Regions from separate parts of the Mus musculus genome. Here region 1 is linked to region 2. The links are chromatin contacts, called in public Hi-C maps. All regions are on one chromosome and are shown on one strand. The core of a region is the stretch at or near the end of the contact, and the rest is flanking DNA. Distances in the headings are between cores, read along the strand shown.

Region 1 (5,690 bases), core at 544-3,043, 890 kb after region 2:
CTATAGTTTTACTGGTTCCTGTTGGGTGCTATAAATCCCTACCAGTAGAGCGTGTGTCGATTTCCTGCTAGAGCTCATTCCACAGGTTTGCTATTACTTCAGATTCTGCTGGATTTTGCAGTTATGTCAGCAGCTGCTTTGAGTAGTGTGGTTCCAAGCAAGAAGTCCAGCCTGATGGTAGAGAAAGTTGGTAGGTCTGATGGTAGAGGAAGTTGGTGGGTCTGATAGGAGAGGAAGTTTACTTAGACATTGCCCTGATCTGTTTCTCTAGCTATGCTCATTTGCTTACTCCAACATAGCTCTAGGCCATCACCTTACTCTGAAGTCTGCCTTGTTGCTTTTTTAAATTGAAAATTTTTTTTTCATATACTATATTCTGATCATGGTGTCTGCTCACCAAACTCCTTCCAGACCCTCCTCACCCATTTGCCCACTGAACTCTCTGCCTTCGTTCTCTTTAGAAAATTATCCAAAAGACCAAACAAACCAAACTTATTGAAAATTAAGTAACAAAGAGAAAACATTTTTTAAAAAAACCAGTAAATACCTCTGACAAATGCTCTTGTTAAGTTGTCTAGGAAACCTTCAACATCTGACCTGCCTAACCCAACCCATTGTAGAGTTTACAGGCCTCATGCCTCTAAAAGATAATGGTTCTTACTTAATACCTTTACCCCCACCCCCATACTTCTTGCCTTCATCTCCATTTTGCAGATGGCAGCCAAGGAAAGCTCATATCCAGCCTTTAGCCAGGAGAATGGGAAGTGGTCACTTGAGAAGGAGACTCCAGACCATCATCAATCCATATTCTCCAACATCCTATCCTTTTCTTGCTGTTTCAGGAGAAATTTCCTAAGAAATGTGTACGATCAAACCACATACTACTTATTAAAGATGGGCAGCATTTTGCTAACCTTCTACTTTCTCTACATTGCCTCCATAATATCATATTCTGAAGGATCCATTTCTGCATGGAGAAAATTGACCCATTTTATCCTATAGATTTACATTCTGTAATGAGTGTTTCTTATTTCTCAGAAACTTTTTGACCAAATTGTACTCATACAAACATATATACATATTTGTGCACACACACATATGTGTGTGTCCTTATGACATTCTCTTGACTGTAAGAGAACTATGAGAGGGAATTGTTGCTCTACAGACCTCTTCTAGGCAGGGCATCTGATCCTCTCCTAAGCAAGTCCTATTCTCTTGCAGAGTCACTATTGCCCCAGTGGATGGTGAGAAGCCAAGAAACAACAAAGGTGCATGAGGGGGTGGCTATGCTATTTTTGCAACTGAGGCACCGCCACTCTGCACTTATTATAGCTAAAAGAGCAGAGCATAACCTTTCTATGTCTCTGGAGCTGAGATAATCTCACTCTACTGCCTGGGTCTCCCACAGTTAGCATGCTGTTCTTTCCGGGGAGCCAAGGTGGAGGGAGCTGAGGAGGCTGCACTTGTGGTTGTTAAAGAATACCTTTCCCTTTTTTCTTTTGCTTAAAATTGTTCTTACAAAAGCAATGTTCTATTCAGTCTGCCATTATGCTAAAAGCTTTTCCTTGGAAGACAATAGCTGTTCTCAGAGAAAAAAAAAAAAGATTTACATGAGGTCCCAAGGGTGTAATGAGCTACCACAAGGCACCTGCCTCGGGTTGGGAGTTGTCACTTGTAAGTGGTTTTAAATTAGAACCGAGTGGAAAAATACACGGTTACAGACTTCCCCTTTTGGCTTCTTTGCAAATCATTTTCCACCCTCTCTGGCCTTTGTCTGTTTGTGAGATGCATGATCTGGTATGGAGGACAGAGCTTTCTCTGAGGGAGAGCTAAGAGTGACAATAGAGGCAATGTAAAACAGAAACTCAAGTCAAGTGAAAAGCCTCTCAATCTCGGAAATTTCTGCATGGCTTTATTTTGAAACCTCCCAAAGGCATGTGCAACCAAGCAATGCTATGGAGAAACTGGAGTCTTAGAGAGTGGAAATGGTCCACTTTGAGTCGCTTAGCTAAGGGGGAGGAGAGGCAGGGCTAGACCTCAGACCTCCAGCCTCCTACTGAGCCTGCTTCTTTTATCCTCAATGGGGTGTGCAGTCGTTGACAAAGCTTTGAGTGACACAGAATAATTGTCAGAACATACTGTTATGTCTCTTTGAACATCTTAAATAAAAAGAGTTAGAATTAGAGACCCTGGAGTGTATGCTTTTCTTGCCTTGGGGTTTTCATTATTCCAAACAAACAGGGCACAGAGTCATGCTAGGCAGCAGGAATACAAAGCCAATATTATTCCATCTTTTGCCATTGACATGCTCATAGTCTGTTGGGAGTGTGTGTGTGTGTGTGTGTGTGTGTGTGTGTGTGTGTCTAAAAGTTATGTAAACAGGTCATTATAATAGAACTGTGTCTTATGTCACTATTATGTTGCTGTGAAGAGACACCATGACCAAGAACATTCATAATAGATATCATTAGTTGGGGCCTTGCTTACAATTTCAAAGGTTAGTCCATTATTATCCTGGTGGGGAGTATACAGCATGCAAACAGATACTGGAGCAGTAGCTGTGAGCTCCATCCTCATCCATAGGCAGAGAAGGAGAGACTGGGCATGGAATGGACTTTTTGAAACCTCAAAGCCCACCCCCAGAGATACACTTCTTCCAACAAGGCCATATCTACTCTAACAAAGTCACATCTCCTAACCCTTCTAATCATTCACAGAGAGTGCCACTGCCTAACAACTGAGCATTCAAATACAGAAGCCCATGAGGGTCATTTCTATTCAAATCACCACAATAAGGTACACTGAAACAGAAGAGGAAACTAAGTAAGTAAAGTGGAGGCACAGAGAAGAGAGGATTTATCATAGGTAGACTTATCCACACAATGTACCCCATATAAACTCCATAGGCATGGTACTGTCATATTGATAAAACGTCAGAGAAACTGTAGTTGAAAATCCAAAAGGTATCAAAGCACTGTCTCACTTTTCCTCGAGACTATATAAAAGAGAGTCTGCAAAACACACCCAAACCACCTTCAATTTGTTTTTTTTCTCATGCATCTCTGCACACATAAAAAATGAGGACTTACATATAAAATATTACTCTCTTAACACAAACACCTCACACTCTGTGGCACTGAGGCCAGTTGAGTAGGCCTTTGTTGCATCCAGTTTTGACCAGGTCATGTCAATTAAAGAAAGATTAAGAGTCCCTCCTCCTCTCAAACTAGTTGAAGGAGGTGGGAAAGATTAGAAGACCTATAGGTAAGTAAATTGGTGTATATTATAGCATATAGATACTTTATTCTTAGAAGGGTTTTATGCAGAGGCATGAAATGCAGTGCCAGGCCTCCTTTTGAATTCTATTTTGAGGCAAGATCTCACTGAGTTGTTTAGGTTAGCTGTAAAAATATAATCTCTGACTCACACTCCTGAATAGCTGAGGTTACAAGCCAATATGAACAAGATTGCCTTATTCTTACAAAAGATTGTTTGGTAATCATAGTTGCCTTTTGAATTAAGAAATAAATCACTGTTATGCCATCATTAGGCATAATAAAAGAATGGTAAAGAATGGTTCAATGAAATTGTTGTTTGGTCTGCTTCTACATTCAAGAGGGTTGTGTGCCTCTGTGTGTGTGTGTGTGTGTGTGTGTGTGTGTGTGTGTGTGTGTGTGTGTGTCTGAGATTTTGTGAGATAGAAAAACATCATACCAGGAACAGAATCAACTGGGTATGATTCTGTGAAGGTCAGGTCAAAAGAGCATGGGGGGAAACTGACAAGTATAAGGTGGTAAAAGTAGTTTGGGTTAAATGGGAAATGATCTTCATTTTCATATCAGGGACATTTTTAAAAGACAGTGATGACTTACTTGGATATTAAAAGCAGGACGATAAGATCAGATTCATCTCTGAGGGAAGTCTTGAGACAATAATGTGGGAAAAGTTTTGAAGTGATCAAGATAATAATGACACAGAGTTCATATGCATGTAGACCCATGATCCAAACTCACTAGGGCACAAAGCTTGGCTTTGCCATTTATCAGAGCTATGACTCTGTGTTACAGAACTCTATTGTCTGCCACCAACATGGCTGTAATTAAGGAAACTTCATAAAAACAGGGCTATTGATGGACGATGTGGAAAGAGTTACTTGATTTTCACTTGAAATTTACTCACTCTCCTCTCATTCCCAGCTGTACATCATTACTCCCTAGCTATTTGTGGTCTCCCAGGATTCAAGAGTGTATAGGGTGTGGAAAAAAATAACTCAACTGGAAAAGACACAATGCTTTTATGCATTTTTTGTGAGTTGTTGCGTATGCTGGGGTAGGGGCTTTGCTAATGCAGTTTCTTAAGCCATTCATTCTCTTATAAACTACTCTAATATATGCACTGGTTCACTAAACTGGACTGAAGTAGAACCGGTACTTTGGCCTGTCATTCATTTCTGCCTGGGGTGAGAAATGTTTGTTCACTTCTTCCTAGGAAAAGTAAATATGAAGTATGGGAAAAGATGCTCAAATAGACACCTTGGTTTTCTCTTCTGTAAACAGTGAATACTAATAGTACCTACTTCAATCTATAAACAGTAACAGCCCTAGAACTCTTCCTTGCACATAGTGAATTCTCAAGAAATATTTCAGTTATTGGTCCTTTATAAAGGGGATGGGAGTCTAAATAAAGGTAAGTCTCAGCAAATGGGAGGGAGTAAGTTTCTAAGTTTAGGATACATGACAAAGAGAGACATTTTGACAATCATTGAAAAGAGGATTGGTGGTCAAGGATTGATGGTTTGATAGTTTAATGTTAACAAAACTACTATATATTATATATAAATATTATAATATATATATGTTATATATATGCTTATTACATATGTATGTACACACACACATGAAAGAGATAATAAAGATACCCAAAGTCCAGGAGACTTTCTCAAAAAGGAGAGGAAAGACTATAAGAGCTAGAGGATCAAGGGGTTTTCTGTGAGACTGTGCTGCCTGATAATCTCAGAAGCAATACCCAAACAGTAACACAGACTTGCCTGCCTAAGCACAACCTGAACAAGGATGAAAATAGACACACTGAAGTGGACAGGGAAAAGCCCACAAGGCCTCAGCCCTGCACAACTACAGACAGCTAAAGAATGCTGAGACACACACACACACACACACACACACACACACACACACACACACACACAGAGAGAGAGAGAGAGAGAGAGAGAGAGAGAGAGAGAGAGAGAGAGAGAGAGAGAAATAGTCTTTCCCAGGGAAGAACACAAAATTTGGTTATTCAATACTGAGAAGTGAGCTCTAAAAACATACCCAGAGGTGCCAGTATACAGAATGAGCACATTGTATTTAGGAAAAAAATATGCATATGCATGTAACAATTAATGAAAAAGAGAGGCCATGAATTTGAAAGAGAGCAAGGAGGGATATGGGGAGGGTTTGAAGGGAGGAAGAGAAATGTGGAGATGATGCAATTGCATTGCAATCTCCAAAAGGAAAGAAAAAAAAAGCAAAAGATAAGTGGTGGCAGAGAAGGATGAGTTCAGTATTAGAAACATTCGTTTTCAGAGAATTCAAAATTATCTGAGAACCCAGTAGAAGTGTAATTTTAAAGCCAATATATGATGAAATATAATCCAATTCAGATGGAAATAAAGCAAATTTTGTATTCGT
Region 2 (6,592 bases), core at 3,495-5,994:
ACCACCAAAAAAATACAAGAAAACAAAACAACAAGAAAAAAAAATCCAAGAAATAAGACCCTCACAAAAATGAAAATAAAAACAAACAAGCAAAAAAAAAATCAATAAGACAAAAAAATGTTAAAAGAGTCCACAAAAATACCACTGAGTTCATTTTCTGTTGACCAACTACTCCTAGTCAACCCTTAAGCGTGGTTGATATACCCAATGAGAATGTGTTGGAAAAAACCTGATTGTTCTCTTTGCCAGTGGGTATCCGTTGCAGACAGCTTCTTGATTAGGGTTGGGACCCAAAGTCCACTTCTACCTTTCAGTACTGGCATCTTGTCCATCTTGAACCTGTGTAGACCATTTGTGTGCTGCCAGTCTTCATGAGCTCATACGTGCATCAGTCCTCCTGTGTCTGGAACATGCTGTTTCCTTGGAGTCATCTGTCAACTCTTAGAATCTGTCTGCCTTCTCTTCCACTTCGATCCTTGAGGCTTGAGGGGAGAGGTTTGATGAAGACATCATGTTGAGGACTGAGTGTCACTCTTTGCTCACTGTCCAGTTGTAGGTCTGTGGAAATTCCCATCTACTGCAAGGAAGAGCCTCCCTGATGTGGCTTGAACAAAGCACTGATCTGTGGGTACAGCAGCATGTCATCAGGAGTCATTTTACTGCTGTGTTCCTTAGCAGAAAAATAGTAGTAGGTTTTTCTTAAGATTTTTGCAAGGCTTGGGGAGATGAGAGAAGAATAATGAAAGCAAATAGTGTGCTGAAATGTGATAATGAATCCTGTTAACCTTGCATGCCAATTAAAAAAGGGAAACTGCCACAACAGACTCCATGTTGTCAAAAAGTGGAAAGATGACCTAGCGAGATGGCTCGATGAATAAAGTGTGCCATCTGAGTGGAAGGCTGGGATTTGAATCCCTAGAACCCAGACGAAAGCTGAACCCAGAACCCAGCCTGCCTGTAGTCCTAGTATTTATAGCCAGGGATAGCGGCTTCCTGATGCATGATGGCTAGCTAGACTAGCCAAATGGATGAGGTCTGGGTTCAGTGATAGACCCTGCCTCAGTGAATATCGTTGCTTCTACATGCATGGACCCACACACATAAAAGCGTACATCTTGGCATGTATGCCCATTTTTAAATGCCCCCAAATTCAGAAATAAGACAAGCTCATTAAAAGTGCCTTTTTATTCTCTAGGAAGAACTGTTCTCAAGTTCTGGTGGCTTTTCCCAATATGTACTAGGTACTTTATAATACAACTGTATTATAGATGAAAATTATATCACTGAATAAAAGGATTTGATAGAGTTTACAGTATTACAATATTGATTTCATAATTGTCTCATAAGTACTTTAGACTAGAATTTTTGGAACTTGAATTTATTTTGGGGATTTAGAATATTTGCAGAGAAGCGATTAGACTTGTTAAACATCCCATATGTAAAAGTTTGAAACCAGAAATGTTCCCACATCCAAAGCTTTTTGGTCTTTTGTTGTTGTTGTTGTTTGTTTGCTTGTTTGTTTTTTGAGACAGGGTTTCTCTGTGTGACCCTGGCTGTCCTGGAACTCAATTTATAGACCAGGCTGGCCTCAAACTCAACAGAGAGCCTTCTGCCTCTGCTTTCTGAACGTGAGGATTAAAGGTATGCACCACCACCATATTCCAAAACATTTTTATTAAAATAAAAGTATTAGTTACTTTTCCTCCATCAAGGTCAGACTTTCTGAGCCTCCTTAGACAAACACCACCAACAACTGGAAGCCAAGTATTTAGTATCTGAGACTTTGGAGGGCATATCATTCACACCACCACAGGGACAGACTGGTGAACCAAAAAGTTACCCTACAGGTGGAACAACAATATGAACTACCCAGTACCCCCCAGAGCTCATGTCCCTAGCTGCATATGTATCAGAAGATGGCCTAGTCGGCCATCATTGGAAAGAGAGGCCCATTGGTCTTGCAATCTTTATATGCTCCAGTACAGGGGAACGCCAGGGCCAAGAAGTGGGAGTGGGTGGGTAGAGGAGTTGGGGGGTATGGGGGACTTTGGGATAGCATTGGAAATGTAAATTAAGAAAATATGTAATTTTAAAAAATGTTTAAAAAAGTTTTCTCTGTTTTTGGAGCCTTTCAGATTTCTTGACTAGGCAAGCTCCATGTATAATGTTGGTGCTGTTGGAATGACGGCCGATGCAGTTGCTGCAAGTGCTTTTTTTTCATTTCTTTTTTAATCAGTCATTGGATTCCTTCAGTAATCTCATGAGCTAAGCAGCATTACTGTCCTTCTTTACAGCGCAGGGTATGTAAGTAACATACTGCCAAGTTGAAACAGGTAAAAGGGCAGCGCCTTAGCTGGGCCTGCTGTGGAAATTATTCACCTTCCTGCCTTTTGCTGACCAGGTGGAAGGACTTGTTGCTTCTAAAGGGGAATAAAAAGCTCTCATAATGGTTACTGTCAACCATTGTCAACTTGATAGAATTTAGAATCACTTGGGATATGAGCCTCTTTTACCTATGGAGATTATCTTGATTATATGAATTAAGCTGGCGAGACCAGCCCACTGTGGGTGGCACGGTTCCCTGACTTAAAGGGAGAAAGTGAACTGAGCAGTAGTAGTTTGTAAACATTTGTAAACATTTGTTTGCTTTTTGTTTGATGGAATGTAACCTGCTGCTTCACGCTCCTGCCTCTGTGACTTCTCTCCCATGATGTATTGTAACCTGGAACTGAGCTAAAGAAATAGCCCTTTCTCCCTTAAGTTACTTTAATCAGAATTATTTTATCACAACAGGAAAAGACAGCCCTTGTTTTGTAGCATTTGGCAATTTTAGTAACATAATTTTGCCTTTAAGGGTTGATTTTAAGCTTTCCCTCCCTTTTTACTGAGGCTGAATTGGCAAGCAATGAATCCTGGGAAAAAATGTTAGTAGCACACTATTATGTAAATGTTCTTCCATATGCAGACCATAATGTAAATCTCAAGATATTATAGTATGATGTAGCCTTAATAATACAGGGCTTTTAGGTATTATATATGCTTTTAATTAATCTATTTTAGTTATTTGTAAGTTTAATTTCTAATAATAATTGTGCTCTGCAGTTGGCTTATAGAATTCCCAGAAATTTAACAGCTGACTCTCATGAGTTGGCCCAAGCTATTGCCATAGTCATCTTACTGCTGACCAAACTTACCTTCTGATATGTGTGGCCAACATTATATAAGACATCAGTGATTTCTCTCTTTTACCATTTCTTCCCCCCAAATTTCCTTCTTCATTTTCCTGTATCTCTATTTACCCTGTTTCCCACATACTGTCTCTTCAGTCCACTTCTACAGTATAATTAATTCACTTCTGAAATGCATAGCTCTTTTCCATTCTATTACTTCCTTCCCCCAAGTTATTCCTGCTTATTGAAGAAAGGTCCTAGGTGACTAGTATTTTGTGGAATAGAGTCTTTGCCAAGGTCTTGTAGAGAGGCAATCTTTGGTATGGAAAAAGAACACATATTCTTGGAGTTCTGGTGGAGAGTCAGAGTTAAAACAGTTTTTATCTAAATCATAAGGTAATTCTTGCATTGCTACTACTACAGTAACTTCTGTATAAGTAAGTAAAAGATGTGGGCAACTGAGACGTCCCACCATTTATAATTCTTTAGTTTTTTTTAAATCCTTATATTAAAAACCCATTTTTATGGATAATTAAGCAGTTTTTTTAATCACTATACATTTTTATTTGGGAGATCATCTATGCTTATAAGATAATGCCTAATATAGACTACCTTTCTCATTAGTTATTGTGAAATTATGGCCCTAAAAATGATCAAACTCAAGTATACACTTCTCATTAATGAAGAGAGGGAAATTTTTGTCTTTGTAAGGGCTGCACTGTTTCTTAGGCTTATGTTGCTGGAGATTGATGGCATAGGTGCAGTCTTTTCTTGTTGTTGGGTCTGACTAAAATAGTAATTGAGAATATCTTGACCATTATTTTTGTTATTCAGCTCATCTGTGTAGTTAGCAGTGTGGCAGACTTGTTAGCTGTTCAACCAGACTCGTCAACCTGTGTATTCTGAGAGTTGGGCCTAGTTTTGAACAACAGAGTGATCGATCAGAGCTTCTCTCACAGAGAGTAGAGATCAAGTAACCAGTCACCTGGATAAAAGTTCTGACGGAGATCTGAGACTCTTCTCCTACATACAACCAAGCCCGCGTGCTTGATCTTTCAGAGTCATCTCCAGTAACACTAGGTAACTCGTGAACTTCCATAAAATAGGAGTTCTATGCACCTGGGAAATGTGGAGTGTGTTTGCTCTCTGTTACTATTAGAGGGAATCAACTACATTTAGTTCCAAGTGCCTTTGGAACTCAGCCTTTGAATTGCCTTGAGGTTAGTAAAGCTTTGTTCTCTTCTCTTGGGTATAGGTTAAAAGTATGAAAACAATTCAGAATTTAGTAATTTTGTATTAATGCTTTGTTAAAAGGATGTCAGTTGCTTTTGTCAGCCACCTCTTGCCCTCATTGAAAGGAAGCCCCAAATTAACTAGTAAGGGCACAGACAGAACCTCAGCAAGAAGACCCTCCTCATGTGAGAGAAGTTCTGGGGTCTGAAAAGAAGGATTCTGTCTTAGAGTGCCAGTTTAGAAATCTAAGTTAGAAATTTCAGTTAGAAATGCGAGTGGACTTCCTCTCGTGTGAAGGTGTAGGCAAGCGTGTAAGTGTGGATGAATGGGCACAGCTGTGGCATGGAGTTACGTAACAAAGCAAGCTAGAGGCAGAGGGTGTGGGCCATAGGTCTTAGTTTCCAGCACATGAAGGAAAAGATGAAACTTCTCTGGTTTTATTTGTAGAACATGAGGGGTCTTCAGTACCTACAGAGAATGGACTGTTCTCATTGTGCCTCAGACATTCAAGCTGATTGGCTCATACTAAAGGATGACATTTCTCTGGTTTAAGCCTTTTAAAATCATTTCCAGAGAACGGCGTGTATGTAAGGCCAAACTACAATTTGGAGTAGTGATCAAAACTAATGATAATTCATTTCTGACCATAATAGCTCTGTGTTATGGTGCTTTGGAGTGTTCCAGTTATAGCCAAATAAGTTATGGCTTATTTGGGGTTATGGTTCATTCTGACTTATGTGTCGAATTCGGTGGACTTGAGCACTGGGTATAAAATAAAAACAACATTTATGCTCCAGGAAACACTTTGAACTCAGTCTATAAAGTCAACATGCTCTTAACATTTATTAAACTTAACCTTAGGTTTGATGATATAATTTTAAGTTTTCAGCATATATCAAAATGCTGCCTTCTCTACTGATTCTGGGTTTAGTAATGTGGCCACAGGGTGGCATGATTCCCTTACATACCTTGTTGTTGATTAAAATGAAAAAGATGAAGACATACAAATTAAATGATAATTCTTTCCCCAATTTTATGTTAAAATGTCCAGGTTTTTTTTTCCTAAATTGATGTTTCTGTACTTCATTATTAAGATTTGAAGAATATTAAATCTCAGTACCCTAAGCTTTGATGTGTTAAAGGTTTTTTCCCTGTTCTTGTTAGCTTATGGTTATAGCACAAATTATGTTTATATTTGAGAAGAATGCTAATTAGGGCTGCATGTCACAGTGTATATTTAACTACAAGCTTTAGCTTTTTTTTTTAAAGCCAACTTATAAAAACTGATAGAGTATTTGAAACTGGCAGACAAAGATGTTTGTCATCCTCAATAGTTGTGAAGTTGTTTGCATAGTTACTGGCATGACACTTACCTCGTTTTAAAGGCTTCCTGGAAGGCTGAGTGAAGGAGGAGAACAGGGATGTCAGATGATCGAGAGGCACAGGCTATTCAAAGTGACCTTTTATTTAAATAGATGGGAAGTCCACTCTGCTCATGAGTTTCATATAGCAACTCTAAAGGCAGAAGGGTTGTTTCCATTTATACAAGTCCAGGAAAGTTAAGTTTGATGGATCTAAGTCAATCTTTGTAGGTGGAGTTTGAATGCACACGTTACCATTTCAAAGCAGATCTATATACCCTCACCTTTGTTGGGAAATGGATAGACTTAGTAGTAATTTATGAGATGTAAAATTTAGCAGGCTCCCAATAGGAACCTTACTAATACAGACTTGTGGACTCTTTTCCAGGGCGATTGTGTTGTTACAGTATTGCTTGCTGAAGAGGACAAAGTTGAAGATGATGCTATTTTTTACTTGATATTTTCTGGCTCTACCCTCTATCACTGCACAAGTACCCGGAAAGTCAGTTCTGATACGTTGGAGACAATTGCTCCTGGTAAGTATCTAAATGGTGTCTTTTCTAGCCTTCATCAATTATTTGTAATTTTGCTCTTTATTTTGAGACCAAGTTTGGTAGCAAACAGCTAAACCTGGGCGTGAAACTCTGTTTCTTACCTCAGCCTCCTGAGTGCTGGGATTGCTGGCCTATATAATATACTGGGCTTCTTTATTCTTGGTGGGGACGGGGACACACGCACACATATTTGGTTAGTATAGAGTAATAGAAGGAGCAAAGCAGAGTGCTCACCTAACAGCTGTTGTTAGATCTTTAAGTATATTGCTAGTGC

Evidence for each region. Hi-C and Micro-C count contacts between places; a contact is called where the count stands out from the background.
Region 1: a Hi-C map of pro-B cells shows a contact between it and region 2, with 3 times the contacts expected there. The contact joins two enhancer-like sites. A contact is called at or near these places in 1 of 484 Hi-C or Micro-C datasets (pro-B cells) and 1 of 115 datasets of contacts at active chromatin or transcription factors (large pre-B cells).

The regions. Positions count from the first base shown.
Region 1 is chr7:76,461,123-76,466,812 of GRCm38.p6, forward strand. The region is part of intron 17 of Agbl1 (ATP/GTP binding protein-like 1); the gene reads left to right. Among named protein-coding and RNA genes, the nearest start is that of Gm30774, 95 kb to the left of the region's middle. Within about 2 kb of position 1,794, at least 32 of the 459 cell types and tissues checked have an H3K27ac peak or open chromatin away from gene starts, as enhancers often do. A contact at or near this core is called in pro-B cells, where this site is marked.
Region 2 is chr7:75,563,732-75,570,323 of GRCm38.p6, forward strand. It overlaps Akap13 (A kinase (PRKA) anchor protein 13), which reads left to right. Exons shown (of 37, transcript NM_029332.1): 3 at 6,153-6,300. Among named protein-coding and RNA genes, the nearest start is that of Akap13, 110 kb to the left of the region's middle. Within about 2 kb of position 4,745, at least 19 of the 459 cell types and tissues checked have an H3K27ac peak or open chromatin away from gene starts, as enhancers often do. A contact at or near this core is called in pro-B cells, where this site is marked.